5 separate regions of the Mus musculus genome follow, and all the other regions are linked to region 1. The links are chromatin contacts, called in public Micro-C and promoter capture Hi-C maps. All regions are on one chromosome and are shown on one strand. Each heading gives the region's core, a stretch centred on a gene start, on an enhancer-like site or on the middle of the called end of the contact. The rest is flanking DNA. Distances are from core to core; before and after follow the strand shown. Region 1 holds the start of Zic1 (zinc finger protein of the cerebellum 1). Region 2 holds the start of Minar1 (membrane integral NOTCH2 associated receptor 1). Region 3 holds the start of Ankrd34c (ankyrin repeat domain 34C). Region 4 holds the start of Adamts7 (a disintegrin-like and metallopeptidase (reprolysin type) with thrombospondin type 1 motif, 7). Region 5 overlaps Tbc1d2b (TBC1 domain family, member 2B).

What was found. Promoter capture Hi-C pulls out the DNA fragments that hold promoters and counts their contacts. Hi-C and Micro-C count contacts between places; a contact is called where the count stands out from the background.
Region 2: a contact with region 1 is called in a Micro-C map of embryonic stem cells, with 4 times the contacts expected there. The contact joins the promoter of Minar1 here to the promoter of Zic1 in region 1. A contact is called at or near these places in 3 of 39 promoter capture datasets (embryonic stem cells, liver and pre-B cells), 2 of 484 Hi-C or Micro-C datasets (both in embryonic stem cells), 1 of 115 datasets of contacts at active chromatin or transcription factors (embryonic stem cells) and 1 of 9 other capture datasets (adipose tissue).
Region 3: a contact with region 1 is called in a Micro-C map of embryonic stem cells, with 17 times the contacts expected there. The contact joins the promoter of Ankrd34c here to the promoter of Zic1 in region 1. A contact is called at or near these places in 2 of 39 promoter capture datasets (both in liver), 3 of 484 Hi-C or Micro-C datasets (all in embryonic stem cells) and 2 of 115 datasets of contacts at active chromatin or transcription factors (both in embryonic stem cells).
Region 4: a contact with region 1 is called in a promoter capture Hi-C map of embryonic stem cells, with 5 times the contacts expected there. The contact joins the promoter of Adamts7 here to the promoter of Zic1 in region 1. A contact is called at or near these places in 12 of 39 promoter capture datasets (cranial neural crest, embryonic stem cells, hippocampal neurons and 5 more), 6 of 484 Hi-C or Micro-C datasets (all in embryonic stem cells), 8 of 115 datasets of contacts at active chromatin or transcription factors (astrocytes, embryonic forebrain, embryonic hindbrain and 2 more) and 1 of 9 other capture datasets (embryonic stem cells).
Region 5: a promoter capture Hi-C map of hippocampal neurons shows a contact between it and region 1, with 2.1 times the contacts expected there. The contact joins the enhancer-like site here to the promoter of Zic1 in region 1. A contact is called at or near these places in 8 of 39 promoter capture datasets (cranial neural crest, embryonic stem cells, hippocampal neurons and 4 more), 2 of 484 Hi-C or Micro-C datasets (cerebellar granule neurons and cerebellum) and 4 of 115 datasets of contacts at active chromatin or transcription factors (astrocytes, embryonic forebrain, embryonic stem cells and 1 more).

What each region holds. Positions count from the first base shown.
Region 1 is chr9:91,364,433-91,367,050 of GRCm38.p6, reverse strand. It overlaps Zic1 (zinc finger protein of the cerebellum 1), which reads left to right and starts at 1,283. Exons shown (of 3, transcript NM_009573.4): 1 at 1,283-2,618. The coding sequence starts at 2,034. It also overlaps a transcript of Zic4 not described here.
Region 2 is chr9:89,621,648-89,624,265 of GRCm38.p6, reverse strand. Minar1 (membrane integral NOTCH2 associated receptor 1) reads left to right here and starts at 1,280. Exons shown (of 4, transcript NM_153509.2): 1 at 1,280-1,649.
Region 3 is chr9:89,737,171-89,739,788 of GRCm38.p6, reverse strand. Ankrd34c (ankyrin repeat domain 34C) reads left to right here and starts at 1,314. Exons shown (of 2, transcript NM_207260.2): 1 at 1,314-1,706.
Region 4 is chr9:90,161,664-90,164,281 of GRCm38.p6, reverse strand. It overlaps Adamts7 (a disintegrin-like and metallopeptidase (reprolysin type) with thrombospondin type 1 motif, 7), which reads right to left and starts at 1,304. Exons shown (of 24, transcript NM_001326351.1): 1 at 968-1,304. The coding sequence starts at 1,037.
Region 5 is chr9:90,225,343-90,227,960 of GRCm38.p6, reverse strand. It overlaps Tbc1d2b (TBC1 domain family, member 2B), which reads left to right. Exons shown (of 13, transcript NM_194334.2): 5 at 387-631; 6 at 1,557-1,940. Among named protein-coding and RNA genes, the nearest start is that of Tbc1d2b, 44 kb to the left of the region's middle. Within about 2 kb of position 1,295, at least 26 of the 459 cell types and tissues checked have an H3K27ac peak or open chromatin away from gene starts, as enhancers often do. A contact at or near this core is called in hippocampal neurons, where this site is marked.

The DNA.
Region 1 (2,618 bases), core at 34-2,533:
TGGGAATGGGAGGGCAGAGTGAGCGAGTTGGGGGTGGGAGCAAGCCACACAACGGACCAGACCGGAGGGGAAAAAAAAGGAAAAAAAAATGAGGGGAGAGGGAGATCGGCAACAAGGTTTCCAAACTGCCATTAAAAACAGAAAACAAAACCCAATCCGACAAACCTCAGGAACCAGGAAAAGTTTAAGAGATCCATCCACCTGTGTTTGGGGGTGAGTGGGCATGCAGGAAGGAAGTCTGCAAAACTGAGGCTGTGAAAGACACCAAGAAATCACGTTTCTAGGAAAGAGCTTGCCCTCGCGCTCCCGAATCTTAAATTATAAACAGGAGAGAGGCCCGTCAAAAAGGAAGCAAACTTCAAAAGAAGCAAATAACAAAAGCTTCCTTTGCTGCCCGGGGGGGGGGGGGGGGGGGGGAGGGTGGAGAAGGGGAGGGAGGGAGAAAAGAAAGTTGCTGAGTCCGGACATTCTGGAAGTGCCTTTGGGGTGTTTCTCGGCTGGTCCCCCCCCAACTGCTGCTCTCGGAGACGCCGGGGGTCTCCAGTCTTTAAACGCTCTGCAGAGGTTTGAAGGAGAGTGGCTCAGGGATGGGGAGGCAAGGGGGGAGGGGAGTGGGGAGGGAAAGAAACAGAGGGAGGGGAGAAAGGGGGACATTAGAAGGAGGGAGAGGAAAGTGTGTGGCGGGGAGGGGGGAGAACATAGAACAAGAAGCAAAACCTAGAGAAGGAGGGGTAGGAGGCAGCGAGGAAGGGGAGGGAGGGAATGAGGGAGGGAGGGAGGAAGGTAAGGAGAGGGGGAGAGACAGGGAGAGGAGGGAGAGAGAGAGAGAGAGAGAGAGAGAGAGAGAGAGAGAGAGAGAGAGAGAGAGAGAGAGAGAGAGAGGAGAGGAGAAGAGAAGAGAAGAGAAGAGAAGAGAAGATGAGAGGGAAAAGAAATCGTGGCATTTTTTTCCTTCCGTGAGAAGAGGGGGAAAAAATTTGCTAGGGGGGAAAAAAAAGTTGCTACTCCTGGCAGCCCTGTTAGTCAAAAGGGGATGTCAAGCGCTTTACAATACCTGGGATTGATGAGGCGGGCGGGCCAATGAGCAGCGCGCGGCGCCACCGCGCGCCCTTCGTTGGCGCGGCGGCCCCGGGCGGGGTGTGTGGGGGGATTGCCGCCTCACCAATCCTCGCCCGCGTCGGTCGCACGTGACCCCTCCCCCTGCTCCCATTCATCAGGGGGGGGGGGGGACGACGACGGTGTCGTCCTTTCAATTCATTTATCTGCAGGAATGATTGCTGCTATCAGTCTCGCGCTCACCGCCCGGCTGAGGAGGTGAAAGTTTCTCCCCAGGAAGATAAACCGCAAAAGACAATATTGTGCATGATTTGCGCCTTTTCTTTTCTTTTTTCTCCCCCTCCTTTTTTTTTTTTTTTCAAAAAGCAGAGAGGGGGAAAAAGGGAGAGTTGAAGGATCGAGGAGGAGAGCCTGAGAGAGAGAGAGAGAGAGAGAGAGAGAGAGAGAGAAGAGAGAGAGAGAGAGAGAGAGAGAGAGAGAGAGAGAGAGTGAGAGAGAGAGAGACTGAGACTAGTGGAGAAGTGAGGAGGGGCGCGCTGCGCGAGGAGACAGGGCGAGCAGTGGCGGCTCTGGCGTTCACATTCCTCTATGCCACAAATCCGGGAAGAAGTTTTATTGGGGGGCTGAGATGTTCTATGCCTTTCCCCGGGCAGCCTTGATTCGAGGCCCTCTCGGCAGAGACTGAGCGGCGAGAAAGTGAGAGCCCGGCCCGCGCGGTTCGAGCGGCTGGCGCTGGAGCCCGCCTTCTACCGGCCGGCAGTCATCTCTCTTGCCTGCCTTTGGCCGGGCGGGTGCCGGCTAGCGCCTGGCCGTTGCCTGCTGGCTGAGACTTCGTTAGGTGGGTCGACTCCCCCTCCCTCCTCCTCTTCTTCCTCCTCTTCCTCCGCCTCCCGTTCCTCCTCCTCCTGATCTTCCCTCCTTGGCGGGCGAGGGTGGGGGGGGGCGGGGGAGGCCGGGGCTTGCCCCGTGCAGCCACGATGCTCCTGGACGCCGGACCCCAGTATCCCGCGATTGGTGTGACCACCTTTGGTGCATCCCGGCACCACTCGGCGGGCGACGTGGCCGAGAGAGACGTGGGCCTGGGTATCAACCCGTTCGCCGACGGCATGGGCGCCTTCAAGCTCAACCCCAGTTCGCACGAACTGGCCTCGGCTGGCCAGACAGCCTTCACGTCGCAGGCTCCGGGCTACGCCGCTGCTGCGGCCCTGGGCCACCATCACCACCCCGGCCACGTCGGCTCCTACTCCAGCGCTGCTTTCAATTCTACCCGGGACTTTCTGTTCCGCAACCGGGGCTTCGGCGACGCGGCGGCGGCAGCTAGCGCCCAGCACAGTCTCTTCGCTGCTTCGGCCGGCGGCTTTGGGGGCCCACACGGCCATACGGACGCCGCGGGCCACCTCCTTTTTTCTGGGCTTCACGAGCAGGCGGCTGGCCACGCTTCGCCCAACGTGGTTAACGGGCAGATGCGGCTAGGTTTCTCCGGGGACATGTACCCACGGCCGGAACAGTACGGCCAGGTGACCAGCCCGCGATCCGAGCACTATGCTGCCCCGCAGCTTCAC
Region 2 (2,618 bases), core at 31-2,530, 1.7 Mb after region 1:
TCCAGCTGGCAGCTTATTACCCCATGAGGCTTTATTTAAAGTATCCATGTATTAACAGGTTCACTTTTAGAACGCTTCCAGTCATAGCAAAAAAACCTCAGGCAGGAAAGCTGTCATGGAGACCAGTGTCCCTCCTCCAGCCCCCACCACCTCCCAAGGACAGAAGACAGACCACAGGTCACAAAGTTAGCCAGGAACCTGCATTTGGTTGCACTCTTGGAAAAGTAACCTAAGAGGGTGCCACCCCTTAGTTATTTGTTCCCCAATAGTAGGCTTCCCCCCCTTCCCTTCCCTCCCCTTCCCTCCCCTTCCCTCCCCTTCCTTTCCCTCCCCTCCCCTCCATCCCGCTTCCCTTTCCTCCCCTCTCCTTCCCTCCCTTTCCTTCCCCCTTCCCTCCGGTTCTCTCTCTCTCTCTCTCTCTCTCTCTCTCTCTCTCTCTCTCTCTCTCTCTCTCTTTTCTCTACTCTTCTCTTGATTCCACGAGTTTGAAACTATAATTCCGTTTCTTTAAAGCGCTGTTTGTGTGACTTTCCCAGCTGAGGAAGACAATCTGTATAAATGGTGGCACCACAGGCAGGCTGCTGCATTTCAGTCCCACTGCAGTACCCTAGATGGCTTGGGAAAAGCCTCCAGTCCTCATCGATGTATCCAATTGGACTTTTGGAAATCTATTCCGTTAAGAGTGTGAGTGCGTGTTTGGGGAGGGCTGGTCACGTGAACGCTAGTCTCTCCAATCTGGGTACCAATGAAGCCAACACCGGCCAGGAGGGAAACATCAATGAGCCAAGTGACCAGTTTGCCCTGGCCTGGTGAAGCACTGCAGAGTCTGAGGCCCCAGAAGGGTGAGCAGAGTGCACCTGGAGAAAAGGAGAGCAGCGGACGATGTTAGCTTCTGCTTCTCCACTGGGGGCCGCAGTCACCTTCAGCATCCGGAAATAGGGAGAAGCAAACCCCGGGGTGGATCTGGCCCGAGGCTCCCTCCAGTTCCAACCTCTGCTTGCTTTTGCCCGGTCTCAGCAGGCGCGACTCTTAAGGAAGCAGAGGCTTTCTCAGGACTCTGGGGTTGCGGGCGCCCACTCTCTAGGTGGCTGCAGCCTCTGGCAGGGCACGCCCTCGGCGCTATTGCCGCGCCCCTCTGGAGTCTGCCCCTCCCGCCCTAGGGAGCACGAGCCCACTGCTGGAGAGTCCTGCCTTCCTCTGCTCCCCAGGCGGGAGATGATGGAGAGGCTAAACTGGGTCTCTGGCCATCGAGTTCCTGGCCCGAGCTGCCCACGGTATCCAAGACCGTGATGTGGTGACACTGGCTGAGCCTCAGAAACCGAGATTGGGGCTGATCCGGACTCTGAGGCCGCATCCTCCAGCCGCTGAGAGCCCCAGCATCATGCAAGTGGGCAGTGGCTGCCGACTGCCCAGGAAAGCCCGGGTGCGACCCTAGTCTGCAGATCCAGACCTCGTGCTGTGGGGGCTGAAGTTAACCTACGCCAGGGGTGTTGCCCCAAGTGCAAAGCCTGGGCTGCCCTGGAGCCTAGGATTCTTTTGCCTAGGGAACCTTCGGGAAGCTCTGCGTTGGAGGCCCTGTGGACCACCACCTCAGAGCCACGCAAGAGCTGCGGAGGACCGGGGACGGAGAGCTGGAGCAGCCCCCAGAGGTAACTTCAGAAAGCGGGAGACCCATGGGCACCCGAGCGCACATGTGCAAGTATGTGCGTGCAAGGTGTGATCGCTACGTGCCGGTTGCTATTACACAGGGACTCTGTGTAAAGTCCCAGGCTACTGGCACTCCTCCCTGGCTCCGATAGGTTCCCGACTGCAGGCCGCCTGGGCACGGAGACCCTTTTCGCTGAGCTCGGTACGGTAGTGGGAAAAGGGGTGTGCGTGTGCACGCGCATGTGGTATGTGTGTTTGCGTGTGGTGTGCGTGTGTGTGTGTGTGTGTGTGTGTGTGTGTGTGTGTGTGTGCGCGCGCGCGGTAGGTAGTAGGCTTGGCCATATCTGGTGGAGGGAAAAGAGATGAAAGTAGAGATACAATGGCCAAAGACCACAAAATTCTGGGCAAGTTTTCCTGGTTAAGAATTCATTTCAAACAACGGTGTTTTGGGGGTCAAGTAGGTGAACTGTTTGTGTGACACCTCCCCACCCCCGACCTATCGGAGTAAGGTGGAGAACTGAACCAACCCTAGAAAAACGGACCAGTGTATCCCAACGTTAAATTGCGATTTCCAGTCACATTGTTGTGGAAAGGAGGTGTCTTTCCTCCTGGAGACGTTCAACTTCACCTGCCAGAAAAACACCAAAGCAAGGCCTGGCTGGCAGCGGGGCTTGAGTTCATTCACACACTAGCTCACCTCTCAGCAGCCTTTCCCACCTGCTCTACCGCCATCCCTGCCAAGTCCTGTACTCTGCGAGGCCACAAAACCAGCAAGTAGTCATTGGTCCTCTCTGCAAGAGTGCAGGGAGCTTCTGGGAAGCAATTGAGTAGCTTGCTCTAACAGCATGCATGCCGACGTTGTTTGTGAAATAGTAGTCAAAGGTTGTAAACACCGGGGTGGGGGTGGGGTGGTGAGGTGAGTTGAGATCAGCTAGTCTTTTCAGTGGGAAATTAAGTAAGGTTTGCCAAGA
Region 3 (2,618 bases), core at 65-2,564, 1.6 Mb after region 1:
TTTTTCAGGGGTGATGTGGAATAATTGGCTTCTAACCTCTGCATTACTCCTTTGCACAAATATAATAGTTACAAACCATGAAAACATTTAGGGAAAGAAACACTGTTGAGATTCTGGGGTAGAAAGTCTCACTTAGCAAGATGGGAAATGTAGAAGTGACTATACTAACTTTTACTGGGATTAAGGGGACTCCATAAACAGAACTCAAGTCATTAAAAAATTATGGGGACTGAATGGAAACTTCCATGTGTAGTACTATGGCACTGCTGACTAATAAAAGCACAGTAGGAAATAATATCGATCCATTTAAAAGATCAGTAACATTGATAGCTATCTAGTAAGTTTGGTTTTAAAATAAGTAAAAGAGAAGTGATAGACAATTTCAACAGAAAGTATTAGGAAAGCAAAGAGGATTTTTTTGGAACAGTGTCAGAGACATACATACATACATACATACATACATACATACATACATACATAAAAATAGCAAGACAATACTTTGAAACTTTGTGCTGGAACGTTGAACATATAAATGAGATAATTTTCAAGAAATATAGAAATCACTAAAATTATGTCAAGAAGTAGGACATTTTGGGGTAGGGTAAATCAATGCTATGTGTGCATGAAATTTAGAAGAAAATTCAACTTACCTCTAGGAAGCTGACTAGTGGGGAAAGGAGTCTACAGGGCTCAGTGGAAGGAGGCACCCACTTGCTAAAACCGTACTCTGCTTTGAATAATATGCAGTAGCTATGAATTAATTTAGTTAAAAGATAACTAAAAATTGTTTAGTGTTGACTCCATGGGAAGTCATAGAAGTAGGAAGGAGGTGGGTTAAAGGTTGGAGTTGATGCAATCCAGAAGTAGCCATGTGGAGCCACCACACACACACACACACACACACACACACACACACACACACACACACACAATCAGATTCTCTCATTGTGGACTGTCATCCTGAGATCTCAAGTTTATCAAGGAAATCTGAAATAGGCAGAGCCATAGGAAAAGCAAAGCAGACACGAGTTTGAATCCCTACCGGTGACAAGACTTTGGAAAGGTCCGTTCAAATCTCCAGACCCCAAGGAATAGACTCTTCACTTGCGCAAATACACCAGGGGCTCAAAGGCTCCTGCCAAGTTGTTAAGCAAGTCTGATTTCAAGGAGAACTAGGGACAAGGGGGAGGGGCAGCGGCTCCTTTCCCCACAGGGGCAGGTAGGCACCTCCCCCACCCTCACTGCCCCCTCCTTTCAGCTTCCTCGCTCACACCCACCCACACAGCCCTCTCTGTTCCCGGCTGGAGAGCCTTTCTCGGGCGCCAGCGGGCAGCAGTGGAGCCAGCCAGCAGAAGCCAAGCTGCAGGACTGGGCTGCGCAGGAGCTCTGCAGCTAGAAGCTGCAGTCTAGGGAGCATCCTCACATTTCTTTAATACTTCTTTCTCTTATTAAATACTTCTTTCTCCTTGGCCACCACAAGTTGGAAGATCAGGGTGATTCGAATAATTGGCACAGAGGTTTCATTTGTGGCCCTTGAAGAAGTTCTGAGCAAGTCATTCAACGGCATCCACGAAGACAGGGCTAGTTCAGCTTCTGGCTCTGCTTCAGACAGGCAGAGCCCTCCTGGAGCCAACCTGAAGCCGCAGGAGGAGGTGCTGTGGAAGTGATGGCTCTGTCCAAGTCCTGGACCAAGGTAGCATCTCTGGGTAAGCAGGTAAGCCCCCCCCCCACGGGTTAAGTGCACCTCAAAGGCTTTCTGCTGGTCACCTAGGTGAGTCTAGAGTCTCCCCAGAAGTAAGTCTGCGTTTTCTAGCCAGGGCAGGAGGCGGGGCTGGTAGGAGAGAGCCTGTTTTTATCACAGGAAATTGTGGGAGACTGGAATGAAAGGATTTAATGTAAAATATATATATTTGCATTAACGCGTGGGGATGACATGCGTAGGAGCCAGGGACTTTTGTAGGAAATGGTTGCAGATTGGGGCAGGCTGTTGGGCGTCTGGGTTTTTATAGGAACTAAAACTGGAGCAAAGCCTTACGTTTTTTGCATAAACCTGTGGGGAGTGGGCAAAGACAAGGTGTGATTCTGAAAATGTGCACAAAATTGTAAAGTGTATGTGTCTGAGAATTTCTGAGAAATGATGGGAGGAGCATTTACGGCTCTGACTTCAATTGACTCCGCCACCCCACCCCCACCCATAATCAGTCCTCAGGAAGGGACCCAAAGACACTGATAGCAATGGATTCCCATACACCAGGCGCAGCCACACCCCGGGTTTCAGCACTTCGGACAGAGCCCTTTCCCACCTCCACCCCTGCAGCTTTAAGCCAGAGGCGCTGTTTAGTTCCTCCGCAGTTACCTCTGCATGGTGGGCGGTGACTCCCTGGGTTTGGCAAAACGGGGCTCTTGAACCGAAAAGACGAATATTTGTGAAGTTCAGTTTTTAATCGGCTTCTAACTGCTTCCTGTGACTACAGAAGGAAGGGGCGGAGTGCAAAGGTATCTTTCCAAGGTTCCGCGAATGCTGCAGCTAAACGAAGTGGCCTCCTCTGTTTGGGAGGGTGTATCCAAACTTTCCAAAGTACTTATCTTTTATAAGTCGCTTACCGCATGCCAACACC
Region 4 (2,618 bases), core at 55-2,554, 1.2 Mb after region 1:
ATTAATCCCAAAATGCTGTTCTCCTCGGTGCTTTAAATGTCCCTGGCATCCAGGCCCACAGCTACAGTATCTTGACCAGGATGGCAAATGGCCTAATCAGGCTCAGGGCAGATCTTCCTTGAGGTCACCCCTGCCCCATGCATATTGGTCCAACTCACTCAAGAGTTCATTCATCCCTCCAGTCCCGTCACCCCTGTCATACCCTTGAATCCCTCACCTGCAGATACATAACCAGCCCCCATTTGGCCTGGAGCGTGCTAAACACGGGCTCTGGGGTCTTCCACATCCCTGACTCTCACAGTCCCAGGCCCGCTGCTCCGGACTCTCCAGAAGCGCGCTACAACGCAGGTCGCGGCCAAACAAGAGCCTGGATGCTGGCCAGAGGCTCGTCGGAGGCCGGCCGGCCAGGCGGGGCTGGGAGAGTTAACCCAGGGCGGAGGAAGAAGCTCAGGCTCCCCCATTCCCCTCCCTTGAACACTTGGGGGAGGGGGAAACAGGAAATGCAAAGGCGATGGGGACTCGGACCCCCACGTCCGCCTAGCTGGGAGGAGAGGCGGCGGACCCCGGTAGACCTGCGACCTGGCGCGGTCCCCAGCAGCGTCCTGGCTAGTTTGCTTTCCAGGAGAGTCACCCCGAAGGAGTGTGTAAGAAGCCGTCTCGCGCGAATCGTCCAGCCCACTCGGAGGAGCGCTCTCCTGGGAAAGATGCACTCAGCGCAGCACGCGCGGCAGGGAAGCCGAAGCCCGAAGAGAGTGCAAGCTCACTCCAGTGGCAAGTCCCGGATGCCAGCTGAGTGGACAACTGAAGGATGGCTCCCGGTAGGTGCAGCTTCTCTCAGCTGCCAACACGACCCCAGCTGATCCCTAGTCTCAGAGTAAGCCGGTCCTGCGCGGGGTGCACAGAGAAGCGGCTGGGATTGCAGAAAGGGTGGCAGGGTCAGACGGGTCCCAGAGGCTCAGCCACCCACCTGATGCAGGTCCGAGGACGCGGGACGCCAGAGCGCACAGGATCAGGAGGAGACTCGGACCACGGTGCATGGCCCGGACGGGGTGGCCGCAGGACGACCCCTGTGCACTCCTTCGTCTACGCCGTTGCGTCCCAGCCGGGCCTGGGTCCGACTCAGGACATGCCTGGCTTTAAACTCTTCCCAAGGTCCGGGTCCTGACTCTAGCCGCCGGGCAGCTGCACTCGCTCCTCCGGCAACAAAGACTGCAAGGCCCGCCCCCTCAGCCAGCTGCCGAGGCAAAGAAAGAGAGCGAGAAGCCCAGGAAAAAAAAAAGAAAGAAAGAAAGAAAGAAAGAAAAGGAAGGAGGGAGGGCGGGAGGGGGAGCAGGGCGCCCACCCCCGCCCCGCCCGGCGGGCTCCTGCCCCCGCCCCCACCGGTCTCGCCCCGCCCCCGCCAGGCCTCAGCGCCCTGCGGGCGGGCCACCTCTTGCAGAGCACGGTCCCCACCCTACCAACTCAGGCTCCGGACCGCCCGCAGGGCTACAGACGTCCCCCTGGCGGTGGTGCGCGCCCAGGCCGTCTGTATCCTCCGAGATCTACCCCCCCCCCCGTCCCCTCCCAAAAAAAATCTGGAGTTCTGCAGTTTCTTGTCACTATCTATGCTTCAAGAGACATTCTTGGGTATGCGTCCCAGGCAAAGAATGCCTGCCCTTCAGAGAAAGAAACCTGGAAACCCCCAAGGAACGGAGATGGCACAGCAAGGAGGCACGATCCGGGGGATTCTAGATTTGTGTCCAAAGTCAACCTAGGAGAAAGACTTGGGCCCTTCTAGACTGGGCAGCAGTTCGCTGATTCCTTGCCTCCAGATGCTTTCAGATGTCTGTTTTCCCTGGACTCGGCACAGCGTTCTGCCAACAGCCTAGAGACTCTGGTGGGCCAAGACAGTGGCTACAGACTTTCAGAAGGGACCCTGGTAGCCTGAAAGCCAGCCAACCTTGCTTCATATTCCTAAAAATCTTCTGTCCTTGGTGGCCCTAATCCACATCCCCTTTAGCCTATACTTCCAGGAGCAGACTCAGGAGAACATGCACGCGGGCGCGCGCGGGCGCGCACACACACACACACACACACACACACACACACACACACACACACACACACACACCTTCACTGAGCCTGGTTCTACCCTGACAGTGATGTACTTGTACAATCCTTCTTCTCCCCCTTGGCCACTCTTTGTGCCCACCAAGGTACACAGGGACCCATACGGCTCATTGGCAGTTTCATGGTGTTTCTCCTACCAGAGAGCTCACTTGTATCTCTCTGCTGTCCGGCTCTCTTAGCTCTAGGGAGATGTGTGTAATGCATCGACATCTGCTCTCCTCACAGTCATCCTCAATGTCTCCATCTTAGTTCTTTTAGGTCTTGGTACCACCTGAGGCTGTGACATCCCCTGCAGCGGAGATTGTTGTTGGTTTATTTCGTTTTGTGTCCTCTAGTCCCTTGTCATCTTTCTTCTCTTTACCCTTTGACCTCTTCGGGCTCCATCTTCCCTCTCCCCCCCCACCCCCCCACCTCTGACAGTGGCAGGAACAACAAAGGCTATCCCATCTTCCTGAACATCTCCCACCCAGTGCAAAGGTACGGAAAGCTGGCACCTACTTTCTCTTTCT
Region 5 (2,618 bases), core at 46-2,545, 1.1 Mb after region 1:
ACATTTGAATTATTTGGGTCAACTTATACATAAAGTCTCACTTTAAAAAGTGTATTTAGACTTTTAAAAAATCCATTTTGTTTTTGTTTTTAGCCAAAAACAAATGTAAAAGTAAGAAGCCAGGGCTTGCCTGGTGCGCCTCAGTTGTCTTCGTGATACTCATACTATAGTCTTCTGTAAAGAGTGGTCCAGCAAAGACTCTGCAGCTTTAGACCTCTCGGGGCTTCTGTACAGTGAAGCAGGACAAGGAGACATGTCCAGCTGCCCTGCTTTCTGCATGGGTTGATGAGTCCACAACCCTCAGGATGATGTGTAAGAATACCAGAAGGTTTGACATGCTCAAAAAAAAAAAAAAAAAAAAAAAAACTTCTTATTTTTAAATATAGGAGTCGCTAGTTCAGGATTCCCCTTTGAATTTGGACGGAACCCTTACAAAGGAAAGCGCCCCTTGAAAGATATAATTGGGTCATACAAAAACCGCCACAGCAGTAGTGATCCTTTGCTCGAGGGAACGGCGACATCATCAGGCAGCAGCGGAGGTCCCACTAAGCCAGTCCCCGAAATGCAGCTGCAGATTCAAAGCCAGCAGGAGGAGCTGGAGCAACTCAAGAAGGACCTATCCAGTCAGAAGGTAACTGTCGCTTGATTTCTGTGTGCCCTCGGTGGGCCAGAGACTCAGGAGCCCTTCCCTGAGGCTCATGCTCTTGGGCTGCCATCCTGTGCCCTGAGCTATGCCCGTGTTTATTCAATGACCCTAGACCATGACCCTAGACAGGTTACAAGGTGCTCCTCTCAGTACCCACGCCCGGTTTCTCAGACTCGAGTTCCCTCAACTTTGCACATCCCGTCAGACAATTTTTCCAAACTGGTAAGAATTCCTTCTACCTAATTGCTAGGCAGCACAGTAACCCATAAAGCTTGGCCCCTCCCCCTTTTAATTTTATTTTTAGCTATATGTATGAGTATGTAACTGTAGGCATCCACAGAAGCCAGAAACCAATGTCCGATTCAGTGAACCTCCCAGTGTGGGTTCTGGGAATCAAGCTCAAGTCCTCTGCAAGAGCAATGTGTGCTCTTAACTGCTGAGTCATCTTCCTACCCTGCCCCTCCCCATTCCCCCCCCACACATATACACTTCTATTTATTCATTTATTTTTGAGACAGCATCTCACTGTGTCATCTAGGCTGCCCTGGAGCAGTTGATCCCCCTGCTCCCGCACTGGAGTTATAGGCATGTGCCACCACGCAGTACTTCACAGATCCCTTAGCGCCGATAAGCATGTGCCAGGAACCATTGCTAATTACAGCACGCACATCCATTATTTCCCGTTTCCTATTATTGTTCTCTTCAGGCTGTATTTGTGGAGTACATTTTTTCCCCTCTCTATTTTTGAGATCTTTCAAGAGGAAGTTCAACATTAAAATGTTTCCAGTGGAGTTTATTTCTGCATTTCCTCAGATTCCAGTGACTGCTTATATAACACTCATGATTTCTGCTTTTCTCCCCCACACCCCAGCTTTCTTACCGTTCACCTCATTGTCTTCTTGGCTCCTAGGAGCTCATTCGGCTGCTCCAGCAGACAGTCCGGTCATCCCAATATGACAAGTATTTCACGAACCCCCAGATCAGCCAGGGGGTCCCCGGGGACACACTGGAGCTCCTGCACCAGAAGGACGAGCAGATCCTGGGCCTCAGCGGCCAGCTGGAGAGGTTCGGCCTGGAGAAGGAAAGCCTCCAGCAGGAAGTGAGGACGCTGAAGAGCAAGGTGGGCGAGCTCAACGAGCGGCTCGGCATGCTGATGGAGACCATCCAGGCCAAGGACGAGGTCATCATCAAGCTCAGCGCCTGTGAGGGCAGCGTGTCATCACCCACCCTGGGGCCCAGCTCTCCTTTGGCCATCCCAGCCAGCAAGGACCAGCTGGAGCTGGACAGGCTAAAAGTAAGGGCAGACTGTGGGCTGGCTTTCTGGATAGACATTGCAAACACATTGCAAACTCAGTTAGTTCCGTCCTTAGTTCCATACCCGCTGACCCCTAGAGGTCTGGTTGTAACGGGCTGGTCTAGTAAGGGCAGAGCTGGGGAGGAGGGGCAGAACTTTATGCTCAAATCCCAGGCATGTTCAGGAACTGCCTTGAGTACGTCCAACACCCTTGCTATTGCTGTCATCACCTGGGACACTTTCAGTTCTTCCTGTCCCTGGCACAGAAAAAGCTGAAACACGCCTCCCCTCTGAATTTCCCACCTTCAAGGAGGTTGTCAGTTTCCCCTCTGTGCACATAAAGACAAACACAGACTTAATTTGTATAGCCTCCCACAGGCCTGGGTAGGCAAGCATCCTCTGGGACACTGGGCATCAGGTAGAGCCCAACCGACTCCAGCAGACCCCAGTATGTCTACCACCCCCAGTAGTTCCATGCAGCCACTGGTTCTAGGTGTTTGCATTCCAAGTGGAGTTTACCCTTGAAGAGTCCAGGTGTGTTCGCGTTGAGATCATGATAGAGCGTGTGCTTCATGGCTTCTAGCACCTTTCATTTGCCAGCAGTGAGCTGAGTGAGTGCTCACAGGCTGGGGACTGCAGAGTTGTGAACACTGAGACAGTGGCTGCAGGGCTGGGATG